2 separate regions of the Oryctolagus cuniculus genome follow, and region 2 is linked to region 1. Evidence: chromatin contacts called from public Micro-C data. All regions are on one chromosome and are shown on one strand. Each heading gives the region's core, a stretch centred on a gene start, on an enhancer-like site or on the middle of the called end of the contact. The rest is flanking DNA. Distances are from core to core; before and after follow the strand shown.

What was found. A called contact is a pair of places that touch in the nucleus more often than the background predicts.
Region 2: a Micro-C map of ear pinna shows a contact between it and region 1, with 3 times the contacts expected there. The contact joins the enhancer-like site here to the promoter of TOP2A in region 1. A contact is called at or near these places in 3 of 6 Hi-C or Micro-C datasets (ear pinna, liver and an unstated tissue).

Annotation. Positions count from the first base shown.
Region 1 is chr17:22,065,619-22,071,242 of mOryCun1.1, reverse strand. TOP2A (DNA topoisomerase II alpha) reads right to left here and starts at 1,875. Exons shown (of 35, transcript XM_051825665.2): 1 at 1,676-1,875; 2 at 768-923; 3 at 473-563; 4 at 104-167. The coding sequence starts at 1,696.
Region 2 is chr17:22,157,341-22,163,207 of mOryCun1.1, reverse strand. The region is part of intron 12 of CDC6 (cell division cycle 6); the gene reads left to right. Among named protein-coding and RNA genes, the nearest start is that of RARA, 18 kb to the right of the region's middle. Within about 2 kb of position 2,912, at least 2 of the 8 cell types and tissues checked have an H3K27ac peak or open chromatin away from gene starts, as enhancers often do. A contact at or near this core is called in ear pinna, where this site is marked.

The sequences.
Region 1 (5,624 bases), core at 626-3,125:
TCTTTGTTTAAACGAAATTCAACTTCATTGGTAACCAAAGTAAATGCAACCAACAACAACCCAATGAACTATAAGAAACAAAAGAACCAAGCAAGAGACATACGGATCAATGGTGACTCTAATGCAAGACATTTTGGGGTCCCTTTGTTTATTGTCCGCAGCATTAACTGAAAGAAAAGTAAAATACATATTTGTAAGAAATTGAAGTGTTTTAAAGAATTCCTTTATAGAAAAAAAATTTCCCAAACAGCACAGGAGTAGCATTAACAAAATGTTAATTTAGCAATTTTTATTCTTAGTGCTGTTTTAGGAAACAGTTTTCTGGGTTTCAGTAGACTGCCTCACTTCTGCCACTTGTGCGAAATGACAGGAGCTCTGACTACAGAGGGTTTGGAAAGCGCGATGCTCCCTATGAAGGATTTGACCAGTTGAAGGATTTGACCAGTAGATCTTTAAAGCATTCACCACTCACCTAGAATCTCGTCAAAGATTTTGTACAAACCAGGAACAAAAGTGACTTCCCTGTAGTTAATACCAACATCTTCATCGTAAACCCACATGTGCTAGAAATAAGGCAAAGACATAGTTATTTCTCTTCTGTACTTATTGTTTTGTCATCATGGTTACTGTAAAATCTTCTAGGTTTTAGATATAGTAGTTTAGGCCAGTTCCAATGACACCTCGTACATGAAGTACGAAAAAGCTAACTTAGAAAAGTGTAACATTTCAATCGATAAATTAACTGCATTTAGGTAGCTTAGTTTTACCTGGGTCACTAATTCTACAGAGCCAATGTAGGTATCTGGGCGGAGCAAAATATGTTCCAACTGCGTTTTCTTTTGATAGATTCTTTCAATAGACAGTCTCTTCTTCGCATCTTCATTTTTCTTTATTTTGTTCATTTGCATATTTTCATTGACAGGCTAGCAATTTTAAAAAAGAAAAGGGCTCTTTACTCACAGGTTTATAGGAAACTACGAAAAAGTGTCTACCACAGCGATGCACTTCACTTTGCAATCTGTTGTCTGCTGTTGGTGGCGTTTAGAGCAAACAGGGCAATTTCAAGTTCAGTGCAGCCAGCCTCCCGGGCGACAGATTAAATGGACATCACATTATCTCAGCACCTGTCGATGCTGCGAACACCTGTTCCTTGGACGACTTTGGATGTCACCCGCACACGAAGCTACTGCGTGCCCGCCATGTCCTAGGCACGGAAGCGTCTAGGCAGTTTGGGGGCTATCAACCCAACCCACTGGCCCCGGGAGGAGGCTCTCTGGGCCAGCCGGGCCGGCCGGCTCCTCGCCGGCAGCCCTGGGCCAGGCTCTGCACCCTCCGAGTCGGGCGACCTCCATCCCGCGTCCACGCAGAGAGCAGGAGGGAAGCACCTGACGCGCCACTTCGAGTCCCGCACGGACCGGCGCGGAGGCCGACCAGAGGGCGAACTGTCCCCAGAAACAGTAAAACGACATACAACGCCCCGAAGCCGTTCAGCCGAGTCACTGCTAGCGCCGTGAGGGGCTTCACTCTCCTCGCGATCACCCCGGCCGCGGAATATGGACGCCCGGCCGGTCGCGGGCCAGACTACAGCCCAGGAGCCTCACCCCCTCACGGGCAGCCAGAGAGACGCCCCGGCCGCACCGAGGCTCCACCCTCCGGCCCCTTCCTCGAGCGGTACCTGCAGTGGTGACACCTCCATGGTGACGGCCGTAAAGGGGCTCGAGAACCCTAAAAGCGACTAAACCGGTGGGACCCACGAGACGATCGGAGACCGAGCCGCTACTCCACAGACGCGCGTCGGTTGGAAGTCCCCTAGACTCATTTGAACCAGCCTCTAGCCCGCCCAAAACAGACGAGCCAATCCCCAACTTGTTCTCATTGACACCCTCCTGAAGAACCAATCGTGGCTGACTTTTTATATCCTCCCTTGGACGGCCAAGGAGGCCGGGCCTGTTCGAATGAACCAATTAGGCAGGGGAGGCGGGTCTAGAGGGTTAGCAGAGGCACTCTGGGAATCTGAACTGAGAGATTGAAAAGGAATCTGACCAATGATGAGCGTTGGTTTGTTCTCTCCTGGCCGAAAACCCTGAGGAGCGGAGCCGAAGAAGCGGGAAGGGGTTTCCTGTACTGCCTGCTGGCTTATGAGGAAGAGGAGGGAGATATTTATTCCTCAGGCGATGTTAACCTATGTCAGAACCCTGAAATAAAGTAGTTAGCGAGCGAACGGCAATTTCTGTGTTTTCCTGGGGGAAACTGAGCCCCGGCTTTCCGGACAGGCAGTTCGGGCCATCCGGTTAAGATTTTCTGGCGTCTGCCTCAACCTGACGCCTTCACGGCATCCCTCCATCTCCGCTCCCCCCAAGGATTTAGTTTCCAAATACGAAAAAGTTCCACAGTTGTGGGTTTGGGGCATCGAGAGGCTATGCGCGATAGAGGGCGGCGGTCACGCTCCCAGCAGGGCCGTGTGGATCCGGCGCCCGCGCATCCACAGGGCTCCGGAGCGGAGCGGGGCTTGGGGCCGCCAGGGACCCCGCGCCCTCCTCGGGGGGTGGTGCTTGTTACTCTCGCCCTCGTCCTGTGGGTGTTTGAGTGGATTTTTTTTCTCCCCGCGCCTCAGCACAGTTCAGCGCGTTTGGGGAAACAGCACAGCGGGAATGGCTGCTGATTGCGGCTGAGCCCCCTCCTTCCGTCCACCTACGTTTCAGCCCCAGCTCAGCGGTTTGCCAGCTGTGTCATCTTGAGGGAGGAAGCTTCCCGAAGCTTCCGTTTCTTCCCTGGTAGCTTCTGCCCAGCCAAAGGCTAACCAGGCCCTGGGCTCCAGGGCCAGCGTCCAGTCTCGAAGTTTCCCCAGACGCAGGCTGGCCCTGTCAATCACGCTGCCTTCTTCCTCCTGGAACGCAGAGCCTGCCCAAGGCTGGCAGTCGGCCCCTACAGCTCCCAGCCCTCACCCTGTGGTTCACCCAAGCATGCAGGACCCCGCCTCGACCTATCTGAGATAAGGCAGTTCCAACCCTCTGTTCTGTCCCCCGGCCTTAAATCTCACCTGTCGCTTGGCCTTATCCTGACTGTATGGATCTCTGTCCCCAAAACCCAGAAGCAGAGCCATGGAGTCTAAAGGATTTTGGACTCCCACATCCCTGAGGCTCGGTTTGTTTCCTCAGGTCGTTGTCCTTTATCAAGGCCACAGAGGGCTCACTGAGATGTGGAAGCACCTAGGACCATCCTTCTCCCACCCTGTGGCACAGGGTGACCTTACCCTGGCCTCCGCCTTTGCCTTCTCTTCTGGGCACAAGCTGTTTCCTGCTTGGCCTGACCCCTTCACACAGCCATTCACAGGGGCACCTTCAGGACATTTTGGGAATCACTGAAGAAGGAAGTACTCTGGACAGATGGGTCTGAGTGGCACAGAACATAAAAGAGAACACCTGGAGCCTGCCAGCCACTAATCTGCTAAGCAAAATGGGTTGGGCCTCAATTCCTGAGGGCTGTGGTGTGGGAGGGGGAAGCTGTGGTCCTCATTACAGCCTTCCCTCACTCAGCAGGGGTCCAAACTGGAACTTACCCTCAGCCCTACCCCAACCATGTGTAGGGGGGTGGTTGGTGAGTACTTGCCACGTATATGACCTTGAGCAAGTCACTCAGTCTCATTGTGTCTCCATTTCTTCATCTCAATGGGGATGGGCCAAAAGAAAAAAGAAACGGGGATGGGGTTTGCATTACGACGACGCTGGCTGGAATGCCTGCATTCCATATTAGACTCCCTGGGTTCAATTCTTGGATTGCAACGTCTTGCTAATGCACATCCTAGAAGGCAGCAGTGATGGCTGAAGTAGCTGGGCCCCTGCCGCTCATGTGGGAGACCTGGATTGACTTCCCAGCTATTGGTGGGCACTTAGGAGTGAACCAGGAGATGGTAGCTCTGTCTGTCTGTCTCTTTCTCTCTGCCTCTCCAGTAAATCAATAACACATTTAAAATGGTGATAATGGGGAGTACCTCCTTCTCTTTATAGACTAGTGAGATAACAGGTGACGTGCTGGTTTGGTGTATTGCCTTGGCAAAGAGCAAGTGGTCAAACCATATTGACAATGATTACTTCTGCTCCCTTGCAGGACTTTCCTCCCCTTGTCAGTGTCAAAGCCACTTCAAAATTCAAGGCTCTGAGAAGCTTATCTGTTTAACTGAAGCTCCATCAAGTCTTTTGGAGCATATTAGCATATGCAGATAATTTCTTTTAATAAGTATTCTTTGGTTGGTTTCTCTGGGGGTTTTGTGTGTTTCAGATTCCCCACTCAGGGAGGGGACCGAGCAGACAGCGGCCAGACTGAAAGCGAGGCTCTGGATTTGGGGTTTGGAACAGGCTAGACTAGAGCCCACTGGGAGTTCTTGGATGAGGCCGGGCCAGTGCCAGGGTACTCAGGTGGTTAAGGCTGAGCCAAGAGGCTCTGTTTGTTTTGAGGTTGACAAGTGGTGGTGGGTTCTGGTCAGGTTTTTTTTTTTTTTTTGGCCAGGGATACCAGCCTTGGGTTGGAGGAAAACCCAGAGTGTCCCACAAAGTTCAGTGTCTAGGTAATTCCTGGCAAACAAACCTGGAGGGCTCAGACAGAGGTAGGAGGAGGGTAAGAGAGGTTCTGGAGAGGAGCAGCTAGGCCCAGAGATTAGTTCCCGAATCTCTCAGATGTTTCCCTCAGCAGAATCTATCAAAATTTCAAACATGTACACACTTTTAAACTCAGCAATTTAACTTCTAAGAATACTGGATGCAGTTCACCAATTGTACAAACAACAGGGTTATTGGTAATATTGTTTTTATTTATTTAACATTGAATTGTCAGCTTCATTTTTATTTGAAATGCAATTAAAGACAGAGACAAACATCTTCCATTTGCTGGTTCCCTCCCCAAATTCCCCACCACAGTGAGGGATGGGCCAGGCAGAAGCCAGGAACCTGGAACTCAGTCCTGCTATCTAATTGGATGGCAGGGACCCAAGTACTTGAGCCATCATCTGCCGCCTCCCAGCGTGCATGTTATCTGGAAGCTAGAATCAAAGGCATAGCCAGGACTCAAACCCAGGCACTCTGATAGGGGATACAAGGGTCCCAAGTACCATCTTAACTGCTGCATCTTATGCCCACCCCCAAGAAATATATTGTTTTTAATAGAAAAGAACTAGTAGCAATCTAATAGAATAATCAGCTATTAAAGAGAATAAAGTTAGTCTAAGTATACTGATATGGAAATATCACTAAGATGTATTAAGTTAAAAAAATGAGATGAAGGGTAGTGTGTAAATTATAATTACATTGGGTTAAATAAAATTATATATAATTTAGGAGCAGGCATTGTGGCTTCCCTCTGTCTGATTCATTTTCCTGCTAATGTGCCTGGGAAGGCAGCAGATGATGTCCCAAGTGCTTAGGTTCTTGCCAATCATGTGGGGGACTAGGTTGGAATTCTTGGTTCTTGGCTTCAGCCTGGCCCAGACCTGGCTGTTGTGGTCATTTAGGGAGTGAACCAGTGGCTAGCAGATCTTTCTCTCTCTTTGTCTCTCCCTTTCTCTGTGTCATTCTGCCTTTCAAACAAACAAATCAATAATCTTTAAAAAGTATATCTAATCTATCTATCTA
Region 2 (5,867 bases), core at 1,663-4,162, 91 kb before region 1:
CCTTTGCAGTATTGCCTAATACCCCTTCCCCCACCTCACCTAGACTGGAGAATTGGCAAGTGATGGTGGAATAGCCAGAGACAGCCAGAGGGGCACAGGAGCCTTCCTGAACGATTGCTTCCTCTCTGCTTCCCATTCCAAGGAGCCCAGGACTTTGCCCCTACTCATACTGATGTCCCCTTCTAGGTTTGTCTCCCGTTTGGACAGCCAAGGCTTTGCTGGAGGGTAGGAGAGGTTATGAGCATTTTGGTGGCCTTTTCCTACAGGGAAAGTGCTTTGAGCTTATAGCCCCCATCCCTCCCATCACCTCCACACTTATTACCAAAAAAACCCCCTTCCCCTTGTATGTGTGTGGGTATGTGTTGTCCATGTGATTGTAAGGTCCATAAATTTGGATAGAGGTCACTTCGAGCATCCAAGGGTAGAGATTCAAGAGTGTGGCCCAGACCAGGACAGGCCCTGTCCAGATGGCTGGAGCAGGGGTATGGACCAGACTGGGAGGTTGCCCAGCAATGTCGCCTCCCGGGGCTCCCAGTTTACCCTTGAGCTGAGAGGTCCCCAAGCTTCTGCCCTCCTGCAAGCTCTAGGAGAGAGCTGGACGGTGCCTATTGCTTCTGGTGGTTTGTTTGTCCTCCTGTGGTGGGCTGACAGGCCCTGCCCTCTGAAGATCTAGGGCATCTCGTTCTGGTTTGGTGGGTTGACAGGAAGGGTGTATGACTTGTCCAAGTAACTGTGTATCTTGCCTGGTGGGTAGTAGCTTAGGAGGAGGGAATGACTGAAGAAACTGGTCACAGCTTGAGCGAAGCCCTCTAGCTCTCAATGTGTGGTGTGGGTGGGCGCCATATGCCCCTCTGGAAACTCAGTCTAGGGTGGAGAATGCTCTGTATTCCTCCATGTCTCCCTGGGTCCCTTAAAAGTTGGTTTTGAAGGAAAGGATGCTTCATAGAGTAGCTCCTTAGCTTTGCTCTTGACTGCAGAAGGGAAGTAGATTCTGACTGTGAGCAGAGGCCTGGATTTCACTCTCCCCAGGGTCACTTAACTGTGTACATGTGTTATCTTTCTCTTCCCTAAGTCACAGGTTCTTCATTTATGAAAATGGCTATCAATAACGAGCCCTGCTTGTCTGACAGGGACAGTGCCATAAAGAGCCTATGTGAAAATGCATTATAATGCCCGGGACAAATAGTGGTTGTGGTGGGGTGTATGTGTGTGTGTGTGCAGGGGGGAGGTGGTAGATGGGTTCCTTTTCCTAAATCTAGGTCAATTCAATTCTGCCTTCATTCTCCTTCCCCCATCCTTGCCCATCTAGGGGATGGTAGAACCAGGCAGGGCTGATGCCCCAGGTACTGCAGAATTCCCCTAACATGGGTTGTAGCTGTCGCCGGAGAGTCTATGGTTTGCCCATCAGGCTTTTCTTCCTCTGGGGCTCTACATCTTCTCCCCTGAGCTTTGTCTCCACCTTCTTTCTGTCATCCCTGCCCGGCGTCCTTGTCTCTGTCTCTCCCCTGCCCAGTGGCCTCCTTGTCCGGCTCACTGGGCAGGAGCCCTAATCGGATTCGACAGCTGAGATATGTGTGGCGGCTGAGAGCAGGCGGGAGGGAAGCCAGTGGGAGGGTGGTGTGAGGGCTGCCCCTGGCACTGCCCGCGCCTCCTGAACACCACCCCGGGCCTGCTGACTCCTCACTTGGCGTGGCCCCAGGGATGGGGGCCAGAGGAAGCTCAGGAATGAAGGGGCTGGGGGCTGGAGATGCAAGGAGAGAGCAACACACCCAGGACCTCAGGACCTAGTTGATATTCAGTGGCCTTCATGCCAGTGTCTGTGGTTCTGACAAGGAGAGGACAGCAGATGAGCGCCAGGCTGACCCTACCCTCTCCCCATCCCCATGGCCCCGCTTTCCTCTCGTTCAGGAGTGTGCTCACTTTCCCCATCCAGCCCCTTTGGCCAGTACCTCGTTATGGGTCACATCTGGGAGCTGCTGGGGATGCCATGTGTCTGCCTCAATCTGGGCTGCTTCCTCCCCTCCGAGGTATTTCTCTCACTCACTCTCTGGGCTGGTCGCCAGGACTCCGGGTTTCCCGCCTGCCTCGCGGTACACAGCTCCCTTGCAGGCCTCCAGAGAGTCACTAAGCTGCTTTCCTTCCGCCTGTGTGAGGAGGGCCTCCCCCCAAGGCTGGGAGGTGTCAGGAATCCCAGGTGGTCTGGGGGGGGAGCATGTCCCCTGGCATCATAGCACCAGGCTTCTCTCTCCGAGCCTCTGACTCAGCTTGGGGGCAGTGCATGCCCATCCTGGCAGGCATGGCCTGTTCTCACCTCCAAGCATCTATCTTTACACATTCGTAGCCAAGATCTGCCTTTTTTAGCCTTTTTTCTCATAGTATCTGGAGGTGGCCATTGAAACCCGTATGTCTGCACCCACACATTTTAGGGAACAGGGATTAACATAATCGAGGCTGGGGTACTATTTTGTCTTCCCCCTAACCAGGCCAGGATGAAGAAAACTGGCACAAACTTCCCCTTGCCAATTCCTTCTGCCCTCAAAAGATCAGTCAGTGGAGCCAGACCCTGCCTTCTTGGTGCCCACAATGTGGTTGGCACTGATTTGTCAGAAATTGGGAAGGTTTCCCTCCAGACCGCTTGCCTCCTTTCTCCTCCCACAGGGTAGGGGCAGCTCTGTGATTGTAGGCACTTATGGGCAGGCCTCCCCCTAGGGAAGGGGTGTGGGATGCCCCTGAGATGGCCAACTTGGCACTAGTCCCAGGCTGGAGTGCTGGACGTGGTTCTGAGCTGGGAGGTGCTGGGGGAGGGCAGGGCATGGGCCTCCCTGCCCCCTTCATTTCCTGCTCTTTGGGCAGCTGTGGGCGAGAAAGGCTGCAGGGACTATTTTTAGTTGGTCTGTCCCCTGGCAGGAGGGACGTGCAGAAAAGCACGGGGCAGGCAGAGGGGCTGGCCAAGGTGAGGGAAATCAGGCAGGCAGAGGAGCGGGGAAGGGCTGGAGGGGCAGCAGAAAGAGAAGGAAGCATGTTGGGCAGGGGCAGGACCTTACTGGGAGGGGCCTGATCCAGGTAGATGAGCTGGGCTGGGCAGAAAAAACCTGGACCCCTGAAGATGCTCTGGCCAGCTGGACTCAGGATGGAAGGAGATTTTGAGGCCACCTGGGCAATCCTTTCTCCTTTCAGAGAGGGCAACAGAGGCAGTGATTTGCCCTAGGACAGTCAGTCAGTCACTGGCTGCATTGCAGTCTGAACCCAGGCAGCTTACACTGTTACTTTCTCATCATGGTCCCTCCCACTCCCCACTGAAGCCAGGAGGACCTAAGCCCAGGCACACCTGGTCTGTTTCCCTCTGTTTGTTTGTGCAGGGTCTCTGGTAAACCCCAGCTTGGTTTGTTTATAGATCTGCACCATGTGGAAGGTCTGTGTTCAGGCTGGAGTTTGTTTGGGTGGCCTGTGACCACGGGTGTGGACTGAGGTGCTGGGAGAGTTCCAGCAGCCTCACAGGCTGGTGAGCTGTGGGACTCAGAGGCACCTTAGAGAAGGGAAACCCTGGCTACCTTATTTTAGAGACCCATAGAGGGCCAGGTATTTGTCCACGGTCCCAGGATGAGTGGAAGGGTAGGACGCAGGTCTCCAGGCGCTCCAAAGCCCTGTGTGAGTCCTGCCATGCCCTGGACCTGTGGGTTGTAGTGGTGGTTTGCCAACTCCTTCGACACAGGAAAAGAGCAGGGCTGAGGAGTGGGCTCACAGGCTTCTGATCAGGGTCAGAAGGGATTCTTCCACTGAGGCATGGAGGCCCAGGCATGTGTTTGAGGAAAGTTGGGGGGGTGGCATGGGAAGAAAATTCAGTGGAGAATTGTGTCAGAATTCAGTCCATATTATGTCTCTTGCCAGCCTCTCCCCCAGGGCCACCATGTTGTACAGCTGTAGACTATAATGTGGCTGGCGCCCCCTGTAAGTTGTTCAGTTCAGGGCCCTGCCTACATAGCTTCTTGTGGTGCACCTGTTCTCTACCCTCTTTCTTCAAATTAGATTAAAAGCAAGATGAAAGGAGGTATTCCACACAGGCCTAGTCCAACACCCTGTCCCCGGCACTGCCTCCTGCCACTCAACATCTATTGCTCCACTGCCCACCCCTCTCCTCCAAGCAGGTCTCAGTGGGCCACAAATAGTGGTGCAGGAGCAGCTCCCCCTCCCTCCACTCCGTTTCTGTGTCTCTGGGGGGCTGATTTATAATGCCCCCCTCCCAATCAGTCCTGCCGCAGTGTGTGAGAAATCAATAGTGCAAATGGATTGAGGCTGTTCAGTCTGTCGACTCCCCGTGGGCCCCTTCAGCTCTCGTGGGACTTGCAGAGTTACTCAGTCCCCTTCCAGCTTAACATACACATAAATATACACACCTAGTGGCTGTAGCCAGAGCACTGAGCACAGGAACCACTCTCTCTGTTCCTCTCATTCTCTCTCTCTGTCTCTCTCTCTCTCAAATATACTGGGCTGGTCTTGGCATGAAAATATGCTTGAACATTTATTTTCTAGTTTGGGTGGAGTGGAAGTAGAGGGGCTTAAAGGGCAGTGGCTGCCAGCCAGAGGTGGGGAAGGAGGCAGGTGGGTGAGGGAGATGGAGGAAGGGCTAACGGGGGAAGGCGTTGGTGACAGCCCACCCCATCAGCCCGGGTAACTCAATTCCTACACCCCACCCTCCAGATTTCCCTCCTGCTCAACAACTTCAGCAGCTGCTGGCAGAAGTGTGTATGAGTGCATTTGTGTATGTGGCAGGGAGGCGAGAGGGGCTGTGGGGGCAGGGGGTGCTGCCAGGACATGTTAAAGGAGACTCACAGCCTAGGTACAACTTGGGTGGCAGGAGGAGCTGAGGCAGGTGGGAGAGTGGGTGGTAAGTGATGGGCAGGGGGCAGGCTGCAGGGGGGTAAGGCAGCCCAGGGGTCTCACAGAACTTGTCAGCACTGGAGCAGGGCCTAGCATGATGGGGGTGGGCAGCGGTGCAGGGGCAAGGGAGGGCACGACCATGGCTTGCCCAGGATGTGGAAGCCTGTCTTCATGAGAGGGCACACATAATCAAGGAGAGCACAGTCTGCCCCTGTCCCTGATGCCTGGGCCCTGCCTGCAGGGCATCTCAGTCCTGGTGGTGACTAAGTTGCTTCAGTCCTGGGGCTGGCAGGGTGCCAGGCTCAGCTCTTCTCGGTAGGTGAGTCACTGCCCTGGCATCTCCCCCGGATGTAGCTGAGTCACCCAGCCATGCCTGCTAGGCAGGTGGGCATTGTGCTTGGGGTAGGGGTGGAAGACCATGTGTGTAGCCCCCAGTGCCTGCTCTGATCTCTCCCTGGCATACCCTGGCTCCACCCTTAAACCTGTAGAGCCAGGCGAGGATGGTATTTCTTCCATGTGCTCTACTGAGGGACGAAAGAACGAGGCGGCAGGGTACAGAGTGGGGTGGACTAGGTTTGATTTAGAATAAATGGGAAGGAGGGAGTTAGGGAGAAGATTGTGGGTTAGAAACCCAGATCCGCTCTCCCATTGACAAGCTGCCATTGACCTTGGACAAAGCAACTTAAAAAAAAAAAAAAAAAAGATGCTTGTTTATTTGAAAGGCAGAGAGGGAGAGACAGAGAGAAAGAGGTGTCTTTCATTCACTGGTTTTGCCCCAGATGGCTGCATCTGCTAGGGCTGGGCCAGGCTGAAGCCAGGGACGCAGGTACTTTGGCCATCTGCTGCTGCTTTCCCAGCCACATGAGCAGGGAGCTGGTTTGGAAATGGAGCAGTCTGGACTCTGGTATGGGATGCCGGAGTCTGTCGCAAGTGGCGGCTGAACCTGCTGCGCCACAACGCCCGTCTCAGCAATTTCCTATCTGAGCCTC